Regions from separate parts of the Hordeum vulgare genome. Here all the other regions are linked to region 3. A link is a contact called in public Hi-C data. All regions are on one chromosome and are shown on one strand. Each heading gives the region's core, a stretch centred on a gene start, on an enhancer-like site or on the middle of the called end of the contact. The rest is flanking DNA. Distances are from core to core; before and after follow the strand shown.

Region 1 (2,795 bases), core at 261-2,760, 930 kb before region 3:
TGTTGCCATTGTTATCATAGGTCCCAAGCCCGGAGTATGTTGTGACAAATCAACTCATTGCTTTGTATACGCCATGCTTCCTACTTTTGTGTTGCATATGCTCCTTATATATTGAATTTCTCTTCATCTCGATTTTATATGCTTCCATTGTCTATCACCTATGTTTCGATTGATCAAGTCACTGCTTCGTGTAAGCTATATTTCTACTTTAGGTTTCTCATATGTTTCTATAGCAACGTAATATTTTCCTCATCTGAAATTTTTATGCTTCCACTACATATCATGTGTGCTCTAATAGATCAAATTGTTGCTTCCCGTAAGACATGCATATTCCATTTGTTGTGCTTCCATGACCTATAGTTCAAACCATCTCCTATTTTTTCATGTGTGCTTCCAGATGGTGCCAACCATTCATCATTGGTTTTCTCAAACTGCATGCACTAGTCTCTTCCCACAACGTCGATGGCGTCGATCTGAAGGTGGAGATATGGATGGACAGACCAAGGCCCTCCTTGAGGATGTGCTTGCCCGCACAGTATGTGAATAGTAATGTAACTTTTGTTTTAGTTATCCTAATTGTATTAGGATTTTGCGGCATGGAAGCAAATTCCTTTATCTTTGGAAACCAAGTTTCTTTCGCTACGAAACAGTGTACAATTTATGTTTATGCGGAAAGCAAATTTAATTGTTGTTGATAGAAGCAAATTAAGTCATGAAAGCAAATTATTTAGTCGATAGAAAAAAAATTACTGGGCACGATTTTCTGTTACATCAGACACAAATTTCTATTAGATCAAAATAAATTTTATTATAGATGAAGCAAATTAGGAAATCACCGGAAGCAAATACAAAGGGTGCATCAGTGCATGTGTGACCGCGCATTTCCAGAGGAGTTACGAAATAGTCAATCAATTAACAAACCAAATCTCATGGAGGCCTGACTTAGATCGAACGACCCTCATGGTATGAGTCGTGTGAGCGAAACCCTATTTAGCACCACAGCGCCGGTTACAAGCAAATTTTACTAACCGGCGCCTGCAGCGCTCTGCCATGGGCCGGCCCATTTAGAGATCCAAACTGGGTTTTAGCCCGTGAACTTTTTTAAAAATCGATGAACTTTTTTGAAAATCGGTGAACTTTTCGGAAAATTTATGTAATTTTTTTGAAATTGATGAATTTTTTTGAAAATCAGTGAACATAATTTAAAATTCGTGAATTTTTTTCAAAATGAATAAACTGCTTTTAAAAATTGATGAACTTTTTTGAAAATCGATGAACTTTTTTTGAAAATCAATGATTTTTTTCGAATTGTTTGAGATTTCTGAAAATACATAAAAATATTTAATAAATCGTTGAACTTTTTTATAATCATTAAACTTTTTTCGCAAATCTGATTTTTTCAAAATTTTATGATTTGTTTTCGATTTTTGAAGAACCAATACATTCTACATGGGCTGGCCCAAATGGAGGAGCGCTGCAGGCGCCGGTTCGCCTAACCGGCGCTGAAGGCGCTGTATAGGACCTCCCATCGTCTGATGCCTAGAGGCTTCGGCAAATAAAACGCTTTTGTGTTGGCCACTACATGAGTACGTCCACAAGCGCCTTTTCTTTCAGGCCGGCCTTGTTTGCTTGGGTTCGGCCATTATTGATTTTTCAATAGCTAAAATTGTTTGTTCGTTTTTCCTACCCTGGTTATTCTTGTTTTATTGGGTTGCAAATATTTTTTTTATATTGGTTGATTGCCTGTGTCTTTCTGGAGCGATGTTTGTTTTTTCATGTCGCAAAATCGGCAGTGAAAAATTAATTTTGTCTCAATCATTTCTTTTGCACTCTTACAAACATTTTTTTTACATTTAATGTGTCCTTTTTGATATTTTCGTAGTAACAATATTCTTATTTTTTGCAGTTCCAAATTAGACGTAACAGTCCTGTATGTGTATTGAAATCTGAAATTTGTGTTCCTGTTTTTTAGACAACAATTTTTCTTAGAGTTTGCTCTTTTTTTTCTTTGCTAGTAGTAGTACTTAGTTTCTTTTTATATATCCTTTTTTTCTTATTTGATTTTCCTTTTTTTTTACTTTTTACCTCTTGTGTTTAAATTCATGCATTACAAGAAGATATGGATTGTTTTGTCATTGTGAGTTGAATACCCATCCTGAAACACGCAATTGTAAGTGTTGCTCTCACTTCACAAATGCACATTTTTAACGCCATTCTAAATTAGGAAACAAAAATAATTTGTTTGTGCAGTAGATTCATCTCTTCTACTAGACACAATTGTAAGTCAGCCAACTGCAACTACATATCTTTTACATGACCACAACTTTTTGTGGAATGGATAAAAGTGTTTGTCGAAGTTCAGTTGCATTTCCATTATTAGACACACAAAGGTAAATATCGACCCAGCTCGAAGCTTTGTCCGGTTTTTCCTTCATTCATTTTTGTTTTTTCGGTTTGTTTTTTATTTTGTTCTTTCTTTTTGTGTTCTTTTCCTTTTCTCAAATTCATGAATATATTTTTTGCAAATATTTCTATAATTTGGGAAACATTTTTTAGTTTTTGTGAATTCCTTCTGAATTTGTGCTTCTTTCGTTTATTTCTTCTTTTGTTTGTTTTCATTTTGTTCTTTCTTATTTATTCCTTTTTTCAAATTCATGAATATAGTTTTTGTGAATATTTTTTATAAATTTTGAAAAAAACATATTTTATGTAATACTTTCTAAATTTGTGCATATTTTTTTGCATGGGATTGCTAAATCACATCTAGATGACTTTTAACGATGTCTCATGTATAT
Region 2 (2,700 bases), core at 121-2,620, 570 kb before region 3:
CTCCTCCAACTCCCCCAAGAACATCATCTCCTTCTGACTGTTCGTCACTGGCCAGTACTTCAACAGGCCTCTGATCACAGTCCCTGAGAGCTTTGGTTCCTTGTCAATAAACTGTGTAATGCAGTATGTCAACTGTGGCAGATACATGCCCACTGTCTTCGGTTTATGAAGAGGAATCAATGCCTTCCACAGAAATAATTTATGCTCCTCCTTCAATGGTTTCGCAAACCCACTAATCACACTCCCAAACACCTCCAAGAGTTCGCCAATCCCATTGTGACGATCAGCATCGGATACAAACCTATAGAAGATATTGCTCACAGCCTTGCGGATGAAGGGCCGATTACCCATGAATTTTCCATATATCCTATGCAATACTGTCTTCAAGCAATCTCTTTCTCTAGGATCATCAGAATCTAACAAATCAAGCAGCCTAGAGATGAACGAATTGTCCAAGTACTTGCGAGCCACCTTCACATCAACTACCGGAGAGGTGACGAACCGGAGGAGCAGCTCGTACACGACCTGTAAGTGGTACCATGAGGGGTCAAAGAATGGATCGTCCTCGTCAGCCTCGGCAGCTGCCCCCGTGCCTGGCCGGACCTTGGGCGGGAAGACCCTGAACAGGTTGATGGCGAACATACGCACACAGGCCGAAACCATCGCCTCCGTGAGGGGCTCCTCCGCCGTGCCGAGGCAGTCGACGAGAGACATGAGCACCTGCCGCTTTCGCTCCCTCTCCGGAGAGTCTCGGCCCCGGTCGTTGGAGAAGTCGAACAACACGCAGCAGACGTTGAGCTTCCGGAGGAACACGTCCTCCCTTGTCTCTCCCTCCGCTCCGGCGATAGCCGCGAGTGGAGGAGACGCCCGCATAGAGTCCCACTGCCTCCCATTCACGTCATACGACGTTGGGGACTTGGGCGGTGGAGATCCCCAGCCCCCGCCTCCGCCGGATTTCGGCGACTTCCCCGAGAGCTTACCAAGGAACTGCTTCCACATGGCCGCAGCAAACAGTCCGTAGCGCCGACCCCCCTCGCGTCAGACACCCATTTCAAGGAACCATGAACGGACCAGGGAGAAGTAAACCCACTACCCGCCACCGACCCAGGACACGCAGAGGCAAAGCAAATCTTGCAACGCAACGAACCGGGTTGGCCGCCGCGACCCGTGCAGCTGTCGGGGCGCCGGCCACAGATCCCGCAATGGCTGTGAGGGGGGATTAGATCCGAGAGCGGGACGCCGAGGCCTCCGCCATGGATGAGATCTCGGAGGCGGAGGGGGGCAGAAAGCGCAGAGCCTTTGGCGTTTTGGGTGGAATCGCAGTGGGAACCGAGCGGGGGGAGAAGAGCTGCAGTTTACAGCTGTTTGCGGGGAACGATGGCCACCGGAAGAAGGAAGGGGTGGCCGGATGCATCTCGGCCGTTCGTTTGAGATTGGATTCCCACGTATCGCCCGATGGAAGGTTTCGAGGTTTCCTGTGGTCTCAAAAGAAAATGTGAGCCCTTCTTTGATTCGCAGAATTCCCAGTAAGGAAAGTCTATATTAATATAATAAAGATATCAATTACATTTACCTTTTGTATCAACAAAATATTTAAAAACATCTAGAATACACACAGTCAAAAAAAAAAACAAAAAAAAAACGGTTAAGGTGATCAATCACTAGCATCAGCAGCACTCTAACAACCGTTGAAGATAATATCCGAATTACAAAAGTGGTTCTAGAAAAGCAACGTCTTTAAGAAAGAAGCAATGCACACGCATTGTTGTTGTCTGATCAAAGATATTGGATTTTCATCGTGAAGAAAGTCTGAATTCACCCAAAAAACAATTCCTTCAAAAAGGTCATTGTGAGATGCAACCAATAAAAGTCACACTTAGAGGGTGTTTGTTTCCAGGGACTTAAAAAAGTCCCTATAAGTCCAACCTAAACCAAACACAAGGGACTTATTGGGACTTATTGTGGTGATTTGGGACTTATCAAATAAAGACTCTCACCGAGGAGCTTATTGGGACTTATCCCGGGCCGGACCTACCCCGCGTCGCTCCAGGCTCGTTCCCCGCACTTCGCCCCGCCTCTCGGTCCAATCGCCGCCGCCGCCCCGCCTCTCGCCCCGTCGCCGCCCCACCTATCGCTCCGGTCGTCGCCCCGCCTCGGTTCGTTCTGCCTCGGTTCGCCGCCCCGTCGCCGCCCCGCCTCGGTTTGTTCTGCCTCGGTTCATTGCAGCGGTGCCTCCAATCGCCGGACAGGCCCTCTCCCGAGCCTCGTTGCAGCGGTGCTTATCCTGTGTGTCGTACGCGTTGGCTGATGACGATCCATGTGAACAAGTGTATTATTAGGTGCAACATGGACTTATAAGTCCGTGTAAACAAACAGGTAGGGACTCGGGACTTATAAGTCCCTGTAAACAAACAGGTAGGGACTTATGACTTATAAGTTGAGACTTAAAAAAGTCCTAGGACTTATGAAACAAGCAGGGCCTTAGGTCTTCACCCCTCGTAATCAAGACTCGGTATTCGAGGAGGAGCATAAAAAATGTAGTCCTCCAATGTCGTCGCCCCCACTTGACGAGGCAACCATTGCAAGTCACCAAACACCCGACACATAGTCTTCACACCATCTAATGCACCCTCCCACCAAGGCTATAAGACCTCTAATTGCAGCGGCCATAACTTTCTCCACCTCCATCAAAACCTTAAA
Region 3 (2,817 bases), core at 146-2,645:
TGACGGTAGTTCTTGTTGAGATGCTTTTGGCGCCGCCGGCAGCGACCTCCTCCATGTACTCGTCCTCCCTGTCGGCCATATCCATGGATCCGGATTGAGAAGAGAAAGGGGTAGGAGTCCAGACGGCAGAGGAGGGGTCACAGGTGAGGAAAGGGGAAGAAAGGAGGCGCGGGCGACTGGATGTCGAGTTTGCTTCCTTCTATGGTGGCCGGTGTCGAAGGACCTGGCCATAGGCCGATGGCACGATGCGGTGGCAGCAGCAACCCTAGCGTGCGTCGAGGGAGAAGGGATGAGGGCGATTTCCTCTTCCTCTCTGTCTTTCTTCTTCTTCTTGGAGAAGCAAACAACGCGACGGGGCAGCCAAGGGTAAACCGCTGGTCTTTTTTGTCTGTAGCTAATCCGACGTGGACAGCGCGAGAGCACGCCCCTGATGCGTAGCTTATTATGTTTTTATTGTATCGGATTTTTTATTGAACCAATTGGTTTTTGGAGGGTTGAAAAAAATCGGTGGGAGAATGTGGATGAAAGGATAGCTAGCGTTAGGAGGTTGAACCATCACGACAGACGGCAGATCCCGTTTTAATAGTAGAGATCAGCCCGCGCGGACACGTAGCACGCCCCAATTTGAAAGGAAGAGGAAAAACGTCCAACATGCAGTCTCGTCTTATAACGGGCCAGAACTCCTGAAGAGCCCAACAAAGGTCGTTAGCTGCTTGGAAAGCCCAATAGATGATTGGATTCCTAGTCGTACGCGACTCAAATCTGGCCAAACGGGCCGTGCCACGCGGGCCGGCACGGCTGCCCGCAGGCCAGGCATGACACGGGCCGAGCCCGACACGTGCTAATCGTGCTCGGGCCAGGCACGAGCACGCCGTGGGCTGTGCTCGGGCTGCCACCCCGAGCCCGCGTGCTGGCCCGACACGACACGATTAGGCAGCGAAGGAAATGGGGGACTGGGGGTGCGGGGCGTTGGGCGGGGGCGCGGGGCGTCGGGCGGGAAAGAGGGCGTCAGTCCCAGTCGCGACGCGAATCTAGGGGAGCGGGCGGGAAACGGGGAGCAGGCGGGCGGGAAAGGGGGAGCGGGCGGGCGGGAAAGGGGGAGCGGGCGGGCGGGAAAGGGGGAGCGGGCGGGAATTTAGGCGGGATCTGTGGCGGGCCGCCGTGCGAGAGAGGGCCAGATGAAAAAAAATAACAAATATGTGGCGCGCCGCCGTGCCTTAACGTGCCACGGGTCAACCCGATTAGGCCACGTGCCGTGCTTGGGCCTGGGAGGCTGACACGCGGGCCGACACGGCACGACCTGTATATTAATCGGGCCCAGGCGGGCCATGCCGTGCCTGGTACGATTACGGCGGGCCGGCCCGTCCGCCCGTTTGGCCAGGTATGACGCGACTCCCCCATCTCCACAAATCCACAGCCGACCCTCCCCTCCCCTTTCCTCGCCTCCTTCATCCATCTCCGGCGATCTCCCAGCTACCGTCGAATCCCAAACATCACACCCTCCGCCGTCGCCGAAGCCGATACGAGTTCATCCTCTACAGAGAGTCGTCATCCCCTCTGGTTTGGGGGTCTCCGCAAGCCGCCCTCGCTCTCGGAAGCCAAGGAGGTCGTAGGGTTTGCGCGCATCCTCCGTGTGAGTAACTGAGTATCCCTTTCTGTTTCCGCGTACATAGATTCATCTCGCCAGTTACTAGTTAAAGTAGAGACGATTACTAGTTTGAGCCATTTTTTTGCTATTAAGTGCGGAATAGATGAGAATATCCTCTGGACGAAATCGTGTACGTTAACGACAGGGTTTCTGATGAATCTGTGTGATTAATGGCCATGGAAATTTCTTTGTGCAAAATATAGTTCTATTCTAGTTCTACTTGGCCCCATAGAAATACAATGTATGGTGGGTTGCATTTGTCCACACCAGCGGTTTGGAGGGATTAAATTATTGTGGGTAATCCTTAGGCTAGATACATGGTGGGAAAGGATCAGTGCAGGTTATCTGGATATCACAGTGGGGACCCTTTTAATTGAGTTATATACTCCCTCCGTTCCTAAATATAAGACCTTTTAGAGATTGTACTATAAACTACATACAGATGTACATAGACATATTTTAGAGTATAGATTCACTCATTTTGCTCCGTATGTAGTCTTCTAGTGAAATACCTAAAAGGTCTTATATTTTGGAACGGAGGGAGTACATGGTAAAACTATCAGCCACTCTCGAGGTTTGCTTGTGTGGCATTACTTGTCAGACGCACTGATAGTAACATAGTATAATCTGTTGACCTTGAGAGCTTAAGTGGGGATTTCATGGGTAGTGAGGGACACATGAATTTTCAGCCGTTTGAGGTAAAGACTGATCTACATTTTTCTCAGGTGGCAATATATCTGTAAATATTTGCGTAATCGTTCTATCAGAACTAAATCCAGTTTTCTTCGTATTTTGGGAAAAGATTCACGCGGGACATAAGCTTTGAGGCTTTAAGCTAAGAGGATCCCTCTGTTTTTGGTCCAGGTTTGTGTTCGCTGAAATATGGAGATACAGACTTCAGGAAAGCCCATCGATATGTTGATGGAGAAGGTTCTTTGTATGAATATTCTTTCTTCTGATTACTTCAAGGAGCTCTACAGGATGAAGACCTATCATGAGGTCATTGACGAGATCTATAACCAAGTTGATCATGTGGAGCCTTGGATGACTGGCAATTGCAGGGGTCCTTCCACTGCATTTTGTCTCCTGTACAAGTTCTTCACAATGAAGCTTACTGTGAAACAGATGCATGGTTTGTTGAAGCATCCTGACTCCCCGTACATTAGAGC

The links. Hi-C and Micro-C count contacts between places; a contact is called where the count stands out from the background.
Region 1: a contact with region 3 is called in a Hi-C map of seedling, with 2.8 times the contacts expected there. The contact joins the enhancer-like site here to the promoter of LOC123426779 in region 3. A contact is called at or near these places in 2 of 6 Hi-C or Micro-C datasets (leaf and seedling).
Region 2: a Hi-C map of seedling shows a contact between it and region 3, with 5 times the contacts expected there. The contact joins the promoter of LOC123426814 here to the promoter of LOC123426779 in region 3. A contact is called at or near these places in 2 of 6 Hi-C or Micro-C datasets (leaf and seedling) and 1 of 1 datasets of contacts at active chromatin or transcription factors (embryo).

Annotation. Positions count from the first base shown.
Region 1 is chr1H:121,583,771-121,586,565 of MorexV3_pseudomolecules_assembly, reverse strand. No RefSeq gene overlaps it. Among protein-coding and RNA genes, the nearest start is that of LOC123426832, 8.7 kb to the left of the region's middle. Within about 2 kb of position 1,510, at least 3 of the 3 cell types and tissues checked have open chromatin away from gene starts, as enhancers often do. A contact at or near this core is called in leaf and seedling, where this site is marked.
Region 2 is chr1H:121,227,788-121,230,487 of MorexV3_pseudomolecules_assembly, reverse strand. LOC123426814 (serine/threonine protein phosphatase 2A 57 kDa regulatory subunit B' kappa isoform-like) reads right to left here and starts at 1,370. Exons shown (of 2, transcript XM_045110717.1): 1 at 1-1,370. The coding sequence starts at 999.
Region 3 is chr1H:120,656,322-120,659,138 of MorexV3_pseudomolecules_assembly, reverse strand. LOC123426779 (pre-mRNA splicing factor SR-like 1) reads left to right here and starts at 1,395. Exons shown (of 5, transcript XM_045110665.1): 1 at 1,395-1,633; 2 at 2,513-2,817. The coding sequence starts at 2,531.